2 separate regions of the Canis lupus genome follow, and region 1 is linked to region 2. Evidence: chromatin contacts called from public Hi-C data. All regions are on one chromosome and are shown on one strand. Each heading gives the region's core, a stretch centred on a gene start, on an enhancer-like site or on the middle of the called end of the contact. The rest is flanking DNA. Distances are from core to core; before and after follow the strand shown.

Region 1 (2,700 bases), core at 64-2,563, 300 kb before region 2:
GACTCAGCAGTTTAGCGCCGCCTTCAGCCCAGGGTCTGATCCTGGAGACCCTGTCCCAGGTCAGACTCCCTGCATGAAGCCTGCTTCTCCCTCTGACTTTCTTTCTCTGTCTCTCATGAATAAATAAAATCTTTAAAAAAAAAAAAAAAAAGAAAGAAAGAAAAGAAAAGAAAAGAGAAAAAAGAAAGAAAAGAAAAGAAAAGAAAAGAAAAGAAAAGAAAAGAAAAGAAAAGAAAAGAAAAGAAAAGGGAAAGGAGGGTACAGGTATAAAGAGTGAAGCAGGCACAGCAAGATGGGGGATAGCTGCTTAACCTGAAGGCTGACAGGTACCCGAGTGTTCACTGCAGTCTGCAGTTTTGTGCATGTTTGTTTTCATAATAAAGACTTTAAGAATAAACGCTTTTTTTTTTTTTTTTTTTTATAGATTTCAAGCACAGAACCAGGGATAAGGGAACATGGGTCAGGTTTGCGGGGTTACTGGAGCCCGGCAGAGGCTGAGCCTCACCCTGGGAGTAGAGATGCACGCGGTGGATGCTCCTCTTCAGCTGCTCCAGGCGCTGGTGCATCTCCAGGGCACCCATGCTGTTGCAACAGTTCAGCTCCCCCTGCACTGCACAGAAGAACTTTGCCTACGACCAGGGGAGAGGCAGGGCAGGAGGAAGCCCGGCGCGTGAGCCGCCTGCCCGCTGCACTCCCCAGCTGGGGCGCCTGGGGCTTCTGGAAGACCGTGCAGCTCCAGCTAGTCCCCAAGGCGCCCTGCCGCCCCCCCACCCCCATCGCCCATCCTCGGGGCGCGGCGGGGCCCCGCGCCGGCTCGCACCCAGAAGAAGGAGAAGAGCCCGCGCCGCTCGTACTCGGCCAGCTTGGCCTTGCGCACCACCCTCTCGGCCAGCGCGGGGTTGCGGTCGATGCTGCGGAAGAGGCGGCGCAGCGCGCGCTCCGTGCAGGTGGCCGCCTGCCTCTCGAAGTCCTCCTCGGAGATGAGTCGGCAGAAGGTCACGCTCTGGGGGAACTCGCGGTCGAACTCGTCCAGGACCTCCATCCCTGCGGGCTGCGGGCAGGCCGGGCGGCCGTCGGGCGGGGCCTCCGGGGCTCCGGGCGCGCCGCCCCGCACCCGCCTCGGGCCGGGGAGAGGGGCAGGCCCCGGGGGCGGGGGCCGCGGGGGCCGCGGGGGCCGCGGGGACGCACCTGCTGTCGGCCCCACAGCCGCCGCGCCGACGCAGCCTCCCCCGCCGCGGCCAATCCCCCGGGAGCTCGCGAGCCGGGAGCCAATCCGCGCCAGGCGGCTGCACGTGACAATGCCCACCGCTCTGGGCATGCGCCCTGGCGCCTTCGACGGGGCAAACCGCGCGGGGGAGGGGGGCTCCCGCTGGGCTCCCGCAGGGCGCGATGGGGGAGCGGGCCACTGCCACGCAGACAGATGGCCGGCGCCCGAACCCTCCAAACGCCCTCAGGGCCCAACCCCCTCCCCAGTCTGGCTGCTCGCCCTCCCTCCCTCCGCGCGGTGTGTAGACAGCACCCCAAGGACTTCACTCCGCCCCTAACGCCTCTGGCCCCAGGCGTCGCCGGTCCTTCCCGGTTCTCTCCTACGTCAAACCCACCCCTCCCCAGTTTCCATCCTCCCTTCCCCCCTATAACCAACCACTCTCTACTCGCGGTTGCCTCTTCACCAGCATCTCCAGGGGCTCCCTATGCGTTCCCAAGGTCTTTGTGGTACCATCTCGGATGATCTTACCCCACTTCTTGGTCCCAACTCAGAGCTGACTTAACCCTAACCTGCGTCTCAGGCTCTGACCTCCCTTGAGGTCCGCGACCACATCCAAGTTTCCTCTGGGGACGTTTCTGGGGCATCTCACGCTGAACAGATCCAGGTGGGCACACAGCTTCTTCCCTCCCGATCCCGAATCTGCTTCTCTTCTCCCTCTCCTACTTGGCCAGCCTTGTCAGCACCATTCACCCCAGCCACCGATGAGGGGGTCCACCCTGGATTGCTTCCTCTCCATCGCCTCCACAGCCCTTCACTCCCCTCAACCTGAGATCCATTGAGGCTAAAGAGACTTTTTACCCTCCACTGCCAAACCACCAACCCTCTAGGTTCTGCTGTTCCCAACAACATAGGAGATGGCCCTCACTTCCTCCTGCTTTGAGGTCAGAGAGCAAGATGGAAACAACCAAGGAGGAAACAAATTTTAGCCTAGAGGTGCAAACAGACTTAGTACACATGGGTTCAAATCTTCATGCTACTTCCTGACCCTGTGTGACTTTCAAAGTAAGACTTTACTTTGAAATACATAGTATGGACCCTTTTATATACAGCACAAGCATCCTCTCAGGAGTCAAACAGACTCTAACTAACACCCCCCCCCCCAGGTTATGCTAATAACACTTCACACTGTATGTACTTAGTTGTATTTTTTAAAGTTGTATTGGCCCCCAACTCAGAGCCAGGCACTGCCAAGAGAAATATAAAAAGCGACATGTCCCTGCCCTCAGGGCTCCCAGTCTAATGAGGACTTCAAACACAATGAGAAAGGTCGATCTAACAGGCTCTGCTGGAGGGATATTGGATGCTGTGGAGCCCAGGAAAGGCTTTCCTTTGAAACATTTGAGCAAAGCCCTGAGTTCACAAGCATCCACCAGCAAGGGCCAGAGACGGCTGTACGAGGGTCTCCAGACGGCGGGCACAGAATCTACACAGAA
Region 2 (2,700 bases), core at 183-2,682:
CATCACAGGTTGGTTGGGGAGGAAAGCTGATGTTTACTGCTCACCCACTCTACGGAAGGCCCTTTATGCTTGAATTCGTTTACTCCTCAAGAACCACTGCATTTCACCCATAAGGAAACAGGCTCTCAGAGTTGAAATAACTTGCCCAAGTTATATTATGGGAGGACCAAGAGAGAAAGTGCGGGGAACAAACAGGTCTGACTCTAAAATCTGGGTTCTTTCCACCAGTGGAGGCACACCTTTGAGTTTCCTTTCACCTTTCTCCCGAGGCAAAGAAAGTCCCCCCGGCATCAATTCGCCTTCCTCCTCTGAAGCAATCCTGAATTCAATCCTCTGCCCGCTGACACTTCATTCCTCCTCGCTGCCACCATCCCTCTTCAAAACACCATCTCCTACCAGTCTAATGCCCCCTCTAGACTCACAGAAAGACAACGCGCCGATCTGCATTTCAGAAGCTCTTTCAGATGTACTGTTTCATCCTCCCTTCACAGCAGCGTGAGGCGGGCAAAGCAGGTAAGCACCCCCCTCCTCGCCCCCCACCCCCCTTTACGAGAACAGCATCTCTCCAAGGTCACGGAATAAGCAGCAGAGGAAGTCGGGAGCTGAGCCCCTAGGGTTCGACTCTGGTCCTTTGCTCTTCCCACAGCTTCTCCCTGCCTGCCGCCCCCGCCCCTGCGATGTCACAAGGTGCCTCCTTGGCTCAAACCCCGGCCTGTGGCTCAGGTCCCTCTCGCGCCACCGACCCGCCAAGTCCCCGTCTGCCCTGCGCACTCCTTGCCCAAACCACCCCGTTACCCACCTCTCTCTTCACCGGCGATCTCCACCCACGGGCCTCCTCACCACCCCCCGTCCTGTCACAGGCAGCTGGCGAGCCCTGTTCAGCCTCCCACAGACCCTCGCCCCGCCGATCACCCGCTTTGCCGCCCCGAACCCCCTTCTCCTGTCAGCCCGAGGCCCGGGCGGCCAAGGCTACCTTCTCCAAAGACGCCGGTCTCTGCACGGCCAGGGAGCGGGCCAACGACAGGACCGTGTTGAAGTAGAAGCCCCTCGAGGAGCTGGAGCCGGAGCTGGAGCCGCCGCCGCCGCCGGAGCTGCCGCCGCCCCCTCCCCGGGCCGCGGCAGCCGCCATCATCGCGCGCGCGGCGGCGCTGCCCGCGGGCTCCTCGCACCCGGCCTGCGAGCGCCACAGCCCACGGCGCAGGCGCGGCGGCATCCGCCTTCCCCGCCACGTGACCTCTGTTGTCGACACCGAGTGGGGCGTGGCCGCGGGGCGGTCCCACCGCGGGAGGGGAGAGAGAAGCCGAGCGGTCGGCCGCGGCCGCGCGCACGGGGCGTGGCCCCCCCCAAGCCGCCGGGCAAGATGGTCAGCTCCGGAGGCGGGGCTTCCCGCGCACGCCAGGCGGAAGGAGCTCGCTCCGCGACCTGGGCGGGTGGGGCGGGGGCGCGCGGCGCTGGACGGCGAGCGGCGGAACCGCGGGGCTGCCGCGCTGTGGGCGCTCCCCGAGGGTCCCGGGAGGACCGCCTGGACCCCTGCGGGCCCAGAAAGGCCGTTCCCCGCCTTGGCCGCACACCTCCTCCTCCTGCCCAGACCGAGACGAGCGCCGGCACCATGTCGGCCTACCCCAAGAGCTACAACCCGTTCGACGACGATGCGGAGGATGAGGGCGCCCGGCCGGCCCGGTGGAAGGACGACCGCGACGTCGCCGACGGGCCCTGCACGCCCGCGGACAGGCAGCAGTATCTGCGGCAGGAGGTGATGCGCGTGGCCCAGGCCACAGCCGCCAGCACCGAGAGGTCCCTGTCCCTCATGTACGAGTCCGAGAAGGTCGGCGTCGCGTCTTCCGAGGTGAGTCTGCAGCAGAACAGGGCGGCCCGGCCGCTCTGAATTGTCACACGCGCTCAAGGAACTTTAGTCGTACCAAGAGGTGGGTATCTTGAATACTCCAAAGAGGCAGTTTGCCCCCAGTAATCTTTCTTAGTTACAGCAGAGCTCGGGCTAGAGAGATTGAGCGTCAGGTTCTTTCATATAATTGCCTGCGCAGGATTCCAGATCCAGGGGTTTCACCATTACTCCTCGAGTGACCCAGAGTGGGTGCTGCTGTGGAAGGCGTCGGAGCAGATGAGCCTTAGGTCCTCCCCTAGCGCTGACCACTGCTCCGCCTCACCCGCAGAGGTGATGAGGTCTGTGGGCAGCTGCTCAGTAAGCCGTAGCGCAAGTGTGATCGAGGCTAGGGCCTTACATTTACTTAACCAAATCCAAAGGGAGATGTCCCAGACAGTGTGTGATCTGTGACTATCCGTTTCTCCACTTCACCTTTGTCAGTTCGTCTTTCCACCCGTGGGAGATTTCAGGGACCCTGAGTGAGAATGGTTCTTTCTTAGGCACCACATTTTTTCCTCAGCCTACTAATGAAATGGTTTGGTATGGGCATTTTTATTTAAGTTCTTAAAAATGTAATAGTAGGTTATCGATTAGCTCAGCTAACGTTAATCTACAGCATTTGTAGCTTTGAAACTTAGTGGAAGCTGAAGTGTTGTTTTCTTCCATGGGTCTCTTTGTAACTCTTTTCTCTGGCAGAGTTCTTTCTGACCTGATCACTTCCAGTCTTGGGCAGTTTGAATATGTGGATTAATTTCTCAAATAGTCACCTGGGTCATTTCCCCCCTTGCCACTTTCTTGGCTATTTTCCTTCTGCACCT

The links. A called contact is a pair of places that touch in the nucleus more often than the background predicts.
Region 1: a Hi-C map of blood shows a contact between it and region 2, with 2.4 times the contacts expected there. The contact joins the promoter of LOC608641 here to the promoter of SNAP29 in region 2. A contact is called at or near these places in 2 of 9 Hi-C or Micro-C datasets (amygdala and blood).

Annotation. Positions count from the first base shown.
Region 1 is chr26:31,094,032-31,096,731 of UU_Cfam_GSD_1.0, reverse strand. It overlaps LOC608641, which reads right to left and starts at 1,313. Exons shown (of 7, transcript XM_038575991.1): 1 at 1,189-1,313; 2 at 821-1,051; 3 at 506-629. The coding sequence starts at 1,042.
Region 2 is chr26:30,797,432-30,800,131 of UU_Cfam_GSD_1.0, reverse strand. SNAP29 (synaptosomal-associated protein 29) reads left to right here and starts at 1,432. Exons shown (of 5, transcript XM_038575974.1): 1 at 1,432-1,846. The coding sequence starts at 1,610. It overlaps PI4KA (phosphatidylinositol 4-kinase alpha), which reads right to left and starts at 1,144. Exons shown (of 57, transcript XM_038575976.1): 1 at 974-1,144. The coding sequence starts at 1,132.